Regions from separate parts of the Zea mays genome. Here all the other regions are linked to region 2. Evidence: chromatin contacts called from public Hi-C data. All regions are on one chromosome and are shown on one strand. Each heading gives the region's core, a stretch centred on a gene start, on an enhancer-like site or on the middle of the called end of the contact. The rest is flanking DNA. Distances are from core to core; before and after follow the strand shown. Region 1 holds the start of LOC100286033. Region 2 holds the start of LOC100277100. Region 3 holds the start of LOC541656 (starch synthase homolog 1).

The links. A called contact is a pair of places that touch in the nucleus more often than the background predicts.
Region 1: a Hi-C map of tassel shows a contact between it and region 2, with 3 times the contacts expected there. The contact joins the promoter of LOC100286033 here to the promoter of LOC100277100 in region 2. A contact is called at or near these places in 2 of 25 Hi-C or Micro-C datasets (ear and tassel).
Region 3: a contact with region 2 is called in a Hi-C map of bundle sheath, with 4 times the contacts expected there. The contact joins the promoter of LOC541656 here to the promoter of LOC100277100 in region 2. A contact is called at or near these places in 3 of 25 Hi-C or Micro-C datasets (bundle sheath, ear and tassel).

What each region holds. Positions count from the first base shown.
Region 1 is chr4:186,815,224-186,818,353 of Zm-B73-REFERENCE-NAM-5.0, reverse strand. It overlaps LOC100286033, which reads right to left and starts at 1,367. Exons shown (of 2, transcript NM_001158921.1): 1 at 1,068-1,367; 2 at 134-919. The coding sequence starts at 1,184. The coding sequence ends at 764.
Region 2 is chr4:187,012,270-187,015,468 of Zm-B73-REFERENCE-NAM-5.0, reverse strand. It overlaps LOC100277100, which reads left to right and starts at 1,937. Exons shown (of 2, transcript NM_001350250.1): 1 at 1,937-2,448; 2 at 2,934-3,199. The coding sequence starts at 2,215.
Region 3 is chr4:187,213,954-187,217,106 of Zm-B73-REFERENCE-NAM-5.0, reverse strand. LOC541656 (starch synthase homolog 1) reads right to left here and starts at 1,514. Exons shown (of 8, transcript NM_001111410.2): 1 at 1,181-1,514; 2 at 498-891; 3 at 364-428; 4 at 27-104. The coding sequence starts at 1,453.

The sequences.
Region 1 (3,130 bases), core at 118-2,617, 200 kb after region 2:
AATTCCTAATCGATCTCCATCTCCAAAGTAAACGCGACGTTTCACGTTTCTAGAGCGTACGTGTAAGTACAAATTAAAATTTGGACCGAGAGTGCCAGGGAACATACATGCATGAAAAGGCAGGGCACTAAATACAGTACAGACACGCAGCGGTTGCATTTCTTAACGCCATGCATGGCACGGTGAGTGAAAAACAAAGCACTAACCGCAGGACGTACATGTTATTGAAGTCGTTAATAAAAGCTTTAGCAGTACATCATCATCATCATAACGACAGTCAATTTGCTCTAGGCTAGGCTAGTAGTGGTCGGTCGGTTGTCTCTTTTCCTGCCTGCTAGAGATGAGAGAGAGAGAGAGAGCGCACTAGCCAGCTCGATCCAATTAAGCCACCGAAGATCGCCGAGGAATCGAGAGACTGCTGCTGCTGCGAGCTATACTAAAGTGAGGAGGATAAGCTTGCTTAGGCTCTAGTGCTATACCCTACTACCCAGTGAAGCTTAGCGCAGAGACCATCATGCATACGTGTGCGTGTCAGCGTGTGGCTAGTACATTTTTATACGGAGCTAGCCACATGATCTCAGATCTAGGGAGACTGGTAAAGGAAAAGGTAGATACACGTACATGTAGATATATATATTATATGTATATATACCCTAGCTACCTAATTGAGCTCAGCTCCCGCACGTGACCAGCCGGCCGGAGAGCGCGCGCTGTCGGCGATCGATCGGAGGCCGGCGTTCGTTGACCTCGCCCTTGCGCGCGCTCAGGAGCGGAGGATGCTTCGGATGATCTCCGCCGCGGGGCTGTTGTGGTCCATGGTGGACAAGAGGTCCGACAGCCGGTCGCTGAGGTCGTCCACCTCCCGCTGGAGGCTCTTGATGTAGCTGCAGGTCTCCTTCAGCAGCTTCGCCGTCGACGCCTGCATTATGCATGTCATGTCCCCGCCCCGCCGCGCGCATTTTAGACGTTTAAAACTGGAAAAAAAGGCGAGCATGCATGCATATGCACTGCACAGCGCCCCGGAGATGTTGAGCGGGTCAGCCATCTGTTCGCGACCGACGACGCACCTGGCCGGAGCCGCGGCGGCGGCGGGAGCTGGGGAGCAGGGCCTGGAGCTTGGAGACGAGCTCGTTCATCTCGTCCTCGGAGATGTTGCCGTGCGACGACGACCTTCGGCTCGACATCTATCCTCTCGCTCTCTACGTACCTCGTCGTCGTCGTCGCACTGCTTCGCTGCCGCCGCCTGCCGGAACGAACGAACTAGCTCCGCGCAGGGTCGATCGGGCGCTATAAGCTTGAGAACGAACGAAGGTACCGCGTGTATGTGATGCGTCCCGCGCTGGACCTGGACTGGTGGTCGCTCTGCAAAATTAAAGCTGTAGAATAACTGAGTTGTGAGGGAGACAGAAAGGGAGAGGGTGCCTTTATAGCGAGCTGGCTCGTGGTTGGATCCAGATTGGGTCGGAGCGCAAGTGCGTGTAGCGGAGGGACAGGAAGCAAGGGTGGTCTGGTGTTGTAGAGCAGACGAGCAGTTGATTCGATCTCCACGCCTCCACTGCACTACAAGTCTGCAACGAGAGAGAGAGGGAGAGCCAAAGAGGACGAGTTGGGCCCGCGTGTCTCTCTCTGTCTAATCACTGCGGCAGCTCGCCTCTCTCATGCATAGCCCACCGGTAGGCAGTCCGTGTCCCCCCGATCTGCCACGTGCTGATTTGGCTGGTAAACGGAAGGAGAATAAGTAGAGCGGATTTGGCTGGTCTACGCTACGCGGCCAGCCCAGCTCTCCTCACCTTGCTCCGCAAGGCCAGGCTTGCCAGCTACGGTCGGAGAGAGTGGTTACCCAACTCCAACTTGGTCTACAGTTCGGAAACCAATCTAGTAAGTATGGGCTGAATGTTTCCAAATAGTAGATTTTCGTGGTGAGGTCCAACTTGCATTACGAGAAAATCCCCGGTAGGAGGAGGAACCTCGTTGTATCTCCAAGTTCCAGACGATCATAAAATTCTATCCCTAGACTTGTAATGGAATATATACGTGCTAATCCACGTTAGCAAAAGGGAATCTACTGCCAGCATGCTGCTACTAGTAAGTTACATGCATGCATGCACGTAGTGTCACACACAACAGTAAGACACGGAGCACGTGTTTTGTCCTGCACACACATACGTGCACAGCAGACACTCTAATCGCATCGGGATTCTTAATAAAAAAACATGCTAGTCAAGTTTACACTTGTCTGCTAAATTAAAGAGAACGGAGTCGACTCGAAACACCGCTGCAGCAGACCCAAAAGATGCCCCTATTAGCATACGCACGTACGTACGCAATTCTGTCCCCATCCGCCTGTCTGATGTCTGCAGACTGCAGTATCGTCAGTGTTAGACTAAGGCCATCAGACCTTTTTTTTATCACTATAACCAGTCCAGTAATCGTCTTAGCTTTACTGTTTTAGTATCTAATTCAGTGAAAAAACTGCAACAAAGCTAGATGCCACAATACGATGATCAATTAAGCTAGCTAGGAGCATGATCGGCGTAGCGCACGAACGCTCGAGTTTGTCCATGTCCACGCGCGTCGCGCCACCATTCATGATCTAGCTAACAATATTCTACGCGCGTACCTGTACGCCAACCAATGTATGTATATGATGCCCGGCCGGCCGGGCCGCATGCGCTTGTTGGCCACACACACGCGAGTCTACTGTAGTACTGAACGCACGCAAAAATCTCGGAGGGACCGACGTGGAACTGGAACCCCTGCGCCGCTCTGCCATGTCGGAGGCCCCGACCGGACAGCGTACGTGCGCCGACCCTTTCACGTGACAGTCGCGTGGCGCATGCAATGCAATGCAATGCAAGCGATGTTGCCTGCCACTGCGCTTCCGATCCGATCCGTCCGGCCGGCCGGCCGGCTTGCCCGCCCGCCTGCCGGCCGGATCCCCAGGTCCGGGTGGCTATTGGCCATCGCGCGCGTTATCACGGGGTCGATCGGGCGACACGACAGGCCGGGCCTCTGGTGCTCTGCCTGCTGGCCCCGTCTGTCCGTCGGTCGCGTCGAGCGCGAAACGATCGAGCATGCGCGGGCGCTGAGGGCTACGTACGTTGCCGCCGCTGCTGGGTGGGGACTGGGG
Region 2 (3,199 bases), core at 688-3,187:
TTACTTGCCGCAGTTAGTGGATCATAGTCGCTTTCCCACCATGACCTGTTTTTGTTACGCCCTTTTCGAAAGCAACCAAGTTTTTAAGAATCAAGTTTCTAGAAACCGGTTTATAAAAAAACTGATTAATAGTGTTTAGAATCACCACAGTTTTCATAAATTGACTTTAGCTAGGTGAATCTAGTTTTTTTGTTTTTTTAAGAAACTAAGAATCCAGTTTCTATAAACTTAGTATGTTTAGTTTTTATAAACCAGTCTTATTTGGTCACTAAACACTAGAATAAACCGGCTGGCGATACTTGACACCTTTAAATGATGTAGAGCCGAATGAAGTTGAAGATCTTTAGAGCACCGAGCAGCCTATATGATGGTCGTCACCTATTTGGAGCCAAACAATAACGAACCCTAGAGTTTTCTCGTGATGAGCAATACCTTGGGTTTGGCTCTGCGAGGTGGACGACGGTGGCGGTCCGCGACGGGTCACCGGGTCCTCTAGTGGTGCTCTCTGCGGCAGCGTAGACGGTCCGCGACCTGACGACGGAAGCGTCTTCTTCCCTGTGCCGAACCGGACGGTCCGCGCTCTGGGTCGAATGGTCCGCGATGACGCAGGGTCTTCTTCCTTGCAGGAACCTAGATCCCACCCCCTTGGAAGATCTTAGGGTGATCCGGGTCGATAGGTCACCCATGACGTCCCCAGACGATATAGAGTCGCATAGGAATTAAGAGACCAATTTAAGGAATAGACCTTGAGTGAAATAGACGAAGTAGATCTTGCCGACACACGGTGGGCAACTGCTTTAGACATGGTGGCTGCCAGGATGTTTTTCAAACATGAAAATTGGCGAAGTTTGTCTTGCATATAGGTATGGGTGGTAATGTGTTCTAGATTTTACACTACAAATTTTAAGGATCGAATAAGATTAGAATCGGGTTTTATTCCTATTTATTTTTAACTAAGCTCTAACTTTTTGTGAAGTGATATTTGGAATCGTGATCCTACTTACATGACGTTTTACAGACATGAAAAAAGGTCAGTCGCGAAGCTTGTCCTGCAGATAGGATATTTTACAGACATGAAAATTGGCGAAGTTCATAGGCCAGTTCTTGGTCGAAGTTTTGCGGATAGGCTGTTGCATGTGCTACCCAGTTGTCTCGATCGGTTCTGGTAGTTTTCAACCACATTAACCTTTATCATTAACAACATTATCTCACTGGCTAGTGCACTAGTTTTCCTCTTCGCCATAAGCAAACGGTTGGTGCGCTGCGTGTGATGCCAGGCCACCCGGAGACCGTCCACCGTCCACGAATACTCTCAGCATAACTGCAGCGGCAGCTCCGGCCGGCTCAAGGTGGGGTGCTCCAAAAATCCGAAAACGACGTTGGTCGAGGCATCAAGCAGGAACCTGCAGACGTTAACATCACAAGGTCTCGTCACTCAGCTGAGCTCACACATGGTTGCCAATTGCCGTTGCAATTCTGGAAGGCATTGTTAATCCAGACGAAATGTCAAACTACAAGTCTACAGTATCTAGTTACTGAAGATGGGTAAAATATCTAGTCGCCGTGACTCGTGAGAACGAGAGCTGATTTGGTGATGTATCCCCTTCATTTCAATGGTCATCAAATCAGCTCTAAGGAAAAAAAAAATCTAGTATAACATTTTTTTAAAACACATTTTTATTTGATATTTTCTAGTTCATAAATAAACTATGCAGCATCAACATCAAATATTTAAGAATGGAAGAAGTCGTACTTGATACGACCGTGAAAAAAATCTGTAAAAGATGTGAGCCGTCCGTTGTGTCTAATCAGACGGTCAGGAGATTACCTGGTGGTGTCCTCAGTCCTCACCACCGAGTGGCCGCCGCCTGTGCAGTGGCCAGCACCAGCATCGTCCGGCCGGGTTCGTCGGGAAGCGACCGAAACCCTCCTTCGCATTGCAACCAACGCCCGCCCCCAACCTCCGTTTTGACCGTCGGCGACCGCCGCGCCGCGCCACCGCCATATATACATCTCCCTCTCCCTTGCCCGCCGCGGCCGCCAACGTCGCCAGGGAAATCCAACTCTGGTTCATCCTCCTCCTCCCTCTGCCGCCGTCGTGGAGATCCGGGTTGGCCCGCCCGGTTACCCGTCCCCGTCCCTCGCGCACGTCTCGCCCGTGATTTTGCCTCCTTAACCCGACCGCCGGGAGCCGGAGGCGGCGGAGCGGGGGCGATGGGGATCGGGGCGGTGTCGGACGAGCTGCTGGGCACGTTCGTGCCGATCGCCGTGTACTGGCTCTACTCGGGGCTCTACGTCGCGCTCGACGGGGTGGGGCGTCTCGACGGGTACCGGCTGCACACCAGGGAGGAGGCCGCCACTAAGAACGTCGTCTCCAGGGCCGCCGTCGTCAGGGGCGTTCTCCTCCAGCAGGTGTTCCAGGTCGCCGTCTCGCTCACGCTCTTCGCGGTAGTCTCCTCCTCCTCCTCAGCGCCAGCTGTTCCCTTATCTGTACCACGGAATTCTAGGATTGTTTTTGTTGTTGGTCATTGAAGACTTTAGGTGATTGTTAGCAAACATGTCTCACTTGCATTCTTTGAGGGTTTCAGAGCTGAACATAATTTTCAGTACACATGTAGCTTGTGAAGTGGATTAAAACCCTTGTGTCAGTATAGTGGGTGGCTGCTGGGTTAACCATGTTGATTGGAATAGCACTAAGAGTTTGAATATAAATCAACGATCTAGGGGATATGTCATATACTCATATGTAGCTCTATGGTGAGTCACTGAGTCTTGATTTTGGAACCAGCTTACTGATTTTGGAATAAGGGACTACAAGAATTCATAATGTTTCATTTGGGTTCCTAAAAAATGATTCTTCAGTGAATGTTCGATACACATCATCTATGTAGATAGGTCGTTAACATGCTGACATTTTCCTTCAACACACACAGGTTATTGGTGATGAGAGTGGTATTGGACAGAAGCAACCTCCTGCTCTTATAATAGCGTTGCAGTTTATAACTGCAATGGTTATTATGGACACATGGCAGTACTTCATGCACAGATACATGCACATTAACAAGTTTCTGTATAAACACATCCACTCCAAGCACCACACCCTTGTAGTTCCTTATTCCTTCGGAGCTCTATACAACCACCCTCTTGAGGGCCTTATTCTGGACACCATTGGTGGTGCACTCTCATTCCTTGTCTCTGG
Region 3 (3,153 bases), core at 265-2,764, 200 kb before region 2:
CGACTTTGTTTCCACTTTTTTCATACCTGTCCAGCTACCTTGTAACGTCTCCTTACACCTAAATCCCGGGCTTCGGCATACTCTCCATATCTTGGTATCACGACCTAACATCAGGACACAAAATTGCATTACTTTTCTGGTCATATATGAATTATAATTTCCTCCTTTTTTTTGTGGAAGTACATTAGAGCACTGAGACAAAACTTGTGGTTACAGAAGTATGACTATGTGATCTTAATTTTTTCCCCATGTTTCGCAAAGGACAAGAGTTCAGAATCTGCATTCAGGCGCATGGCAGCTGAAACAGTATCTGCTGTCTCTCGTAGGGTGCATAGATATAACGAAAATGAAAGAGATGAATACCATAACACGGTGTCCTCTCCTCGCCAGAGCCTTAGGCAAAGCACCCACGACATCTCCAAGGCCACCTATGCGGCAACGGTTGTCAGAGCAGTCGCTTATTTTGGACGGAGAAACTCAGCTGAAATGCAACCTACCTGTCTTGCAGAAAGGAGCACATTCAGAAGCCACCACGACGACGTTCATCACATTAGGCCCAGCCAAAGGGCCAGGTTCATTATCCTCCCTGTCATAAGGAGCACTCGCCGCCGCATCTGTAGCCGGAGCTGCATCAGCCTTAGCATCCACCGGTTCAGCGATGCCTATGCTTTCCACCGGTCTAGCATCATCACCTGCGGGCTCTGGCTTCACCGCACTGGCATCGATTTCTCTCTTGGTGACAGGAGCTGATGGATGATCAGCTTTGGGTCCGGACACCGGCGCGGCGGTGCTCGCGCTGCTGCCCCCACTCGTTCCGTTTTGCATTGCAGCGCTCTGACTTTGCTTCGGAGCAGATGTCAAAGGATTGGGAGGTGAAGCAGAATCCACAGCCTGAGTAAACAGGTTTGGGACACAGCTAGAAACTTAGCATCAGCGAAGCTCACCTAGTACAGAGTTCAGCGATCCGCATCTAAAATATACAAGCGCGTGTGTCACATGTGGTAGTTGATCATGAGAAAGGAGCGGCTAAAACTGCATGTGCAGCTGCATTTCCGTCAGAAACGGTGAGTTGGTGCTGAATTTGACAAGCAAGCTGTGCATAAACCCAATAGCAATTTTATACGGAGTACTTTTTCATGCGGGAAAAAATCGAGTTAATAAATGTTCCGAGTAAATCAACCTTGGCCGTGCTGCCCTGAACAGCGCCCGCCTGGGACGAGGAGGAGCTCTTCGCTGCCTCCTCGCTTTCGCCCCCGGCCGGTGCCGCTGCGGCGCGTACCGACGCCGCTCCATCCTGAGGCGGGCCCCGCCGCGCCCAATGCAACCGCAGCTCCGCGCCGCTGTAGCCGTACGAGCGCAGAGCAGCACCCACACTGCCCCGCCTGCGCCGCGGCGAGGAGGACGCGACGGGGAGGAGAAAAGCCGACGACGAGGAAGAGATTGCCCCCGGCATGGGGATGCCTCACGCTACTGCTGCTTCCGCTTGTACCAGCGCCTACCAGGAAACGAGAGCCTGGAGCGTAGGGATGGCAACGGGGAATTCCCCGCCCGGGAATAGCTCCCCATCCCCGTCCCCACGACGAAAAAACTTCCCCGCGGGGATCCCCACGAACGCTTGCGGGGAGCATTTCTTCCCCATCCCTGTTCCCCGCGGGGATAAATCCCCAACGGGGATCCCCATCCCCGTTTAAATCACAATTAAGACATACGTACTTTGCTATTAATGTTAAATATTGTCACTTATACACATTGTCAGATATAAGAAATCATTATGCATACATCAAAATGAACACATTTGTACAATTAGTGGTCTCTTGATAAGGTAATTATTTATTTTTGTCGTTAACTAGTACACAAAAACATAGTCACGTACAAGTTTAACGGGTCCCCGCGGGGAACGGGGATGGGGAATGCTTCCCCGTCCCCATCCCCGTTTACCCGTCGGGGGATAAATTTTCCCCGTTTATATCCCCGCGGGGGAAGTTTCTTCCCCATCCCCATCCCCTAATGGAGGAATTCCCCGCGGGGAATCGGGGATCGGGTCCCCATTGCCATCTCTACTGGAGCGTGTATGGCGAGCAGCGCGCGCACGAGCCACGAGGGAATTAAGCAGTGGGGGGAGATCTGCGCTAGTTTGTGCGGCCGGTGTTAAGGCGTGGATGATGGGCCCTGGAGAGCGAGAGCGCGTACGGGGAGTCGGGGACGACGAAAACGAAATAAAGCACAGGGAGGGAACGGGGGCTTGGTGTGGTTTTTTGCATTTTGCGTGGGAGATAATTTTTTCTCCAAAGTTATTTTTTTTACTCGCGGCGTGATTGACCTGCGGGCCAGGGTTCATCATTACGTGCACCACGTGGAGTAATGGGTGTGCGCTGTTGGTCCATACTCTTATCCATACCATACAGAAACGGGTCCCGGAGTTTGGAAGCTGAGACATGAGAGATTCTTTGGTCGATCGTTTCTGACTGACAAGTGGGACGCGTGTATCCCATAGAAGGCTGGATTTCTGCACCGAGAAAAATGGTGGCCCATGAGGCCGACATCAAAGCCCAGGCGTCGTAATTCTGAACAGCCCATAGAACCACGCAAATCCGAACCAACCCAAAGCATACCGCAAGAAGTATCTATACTACCTATTAAGACTCTAAGGGGTAGGCTGCCTCTGACATGTTCTGCCTTGCAGCGATCTGGACCGTCCAATACGCCATAAAGTCCCTCTGTCGTCCGATGTGTGCGCCCTCTTCCCCGATGCACACCTGCTCGCGATCCCTGTTTTGCCTCCCCTATTCGGATCCAAAACCCTAAGCGGCGGCGGCGCGGTGCCCGCAGCCTGGATCCCAAGTCCTGCTCCCCCTGTCAAGCAGTCGTTCCTCCACTATGCTTACCTATCCCACGCCGCGTCGGCCTCCTTGTCCGCCCTCCCGCTCCCCCGGGGACCGTTGGTCGTTGCTTTCCAGGGGCCTCGACGTGCCCAACCTGACGAAGCGATGCGGGAGGTTCGTCTCCACCACGCCCTGCCCCAGGCGCTTCGACCTCCGCCTTCACATCCATCGCGAGCACGAGGCGGGCAAGACGGAGTCGTCGTCGAGCTCACCGTGCACAGCCGTCGTCGCAATTCTGAGATGTTTCGTATCCCCAACCAAAAGCCTTTGC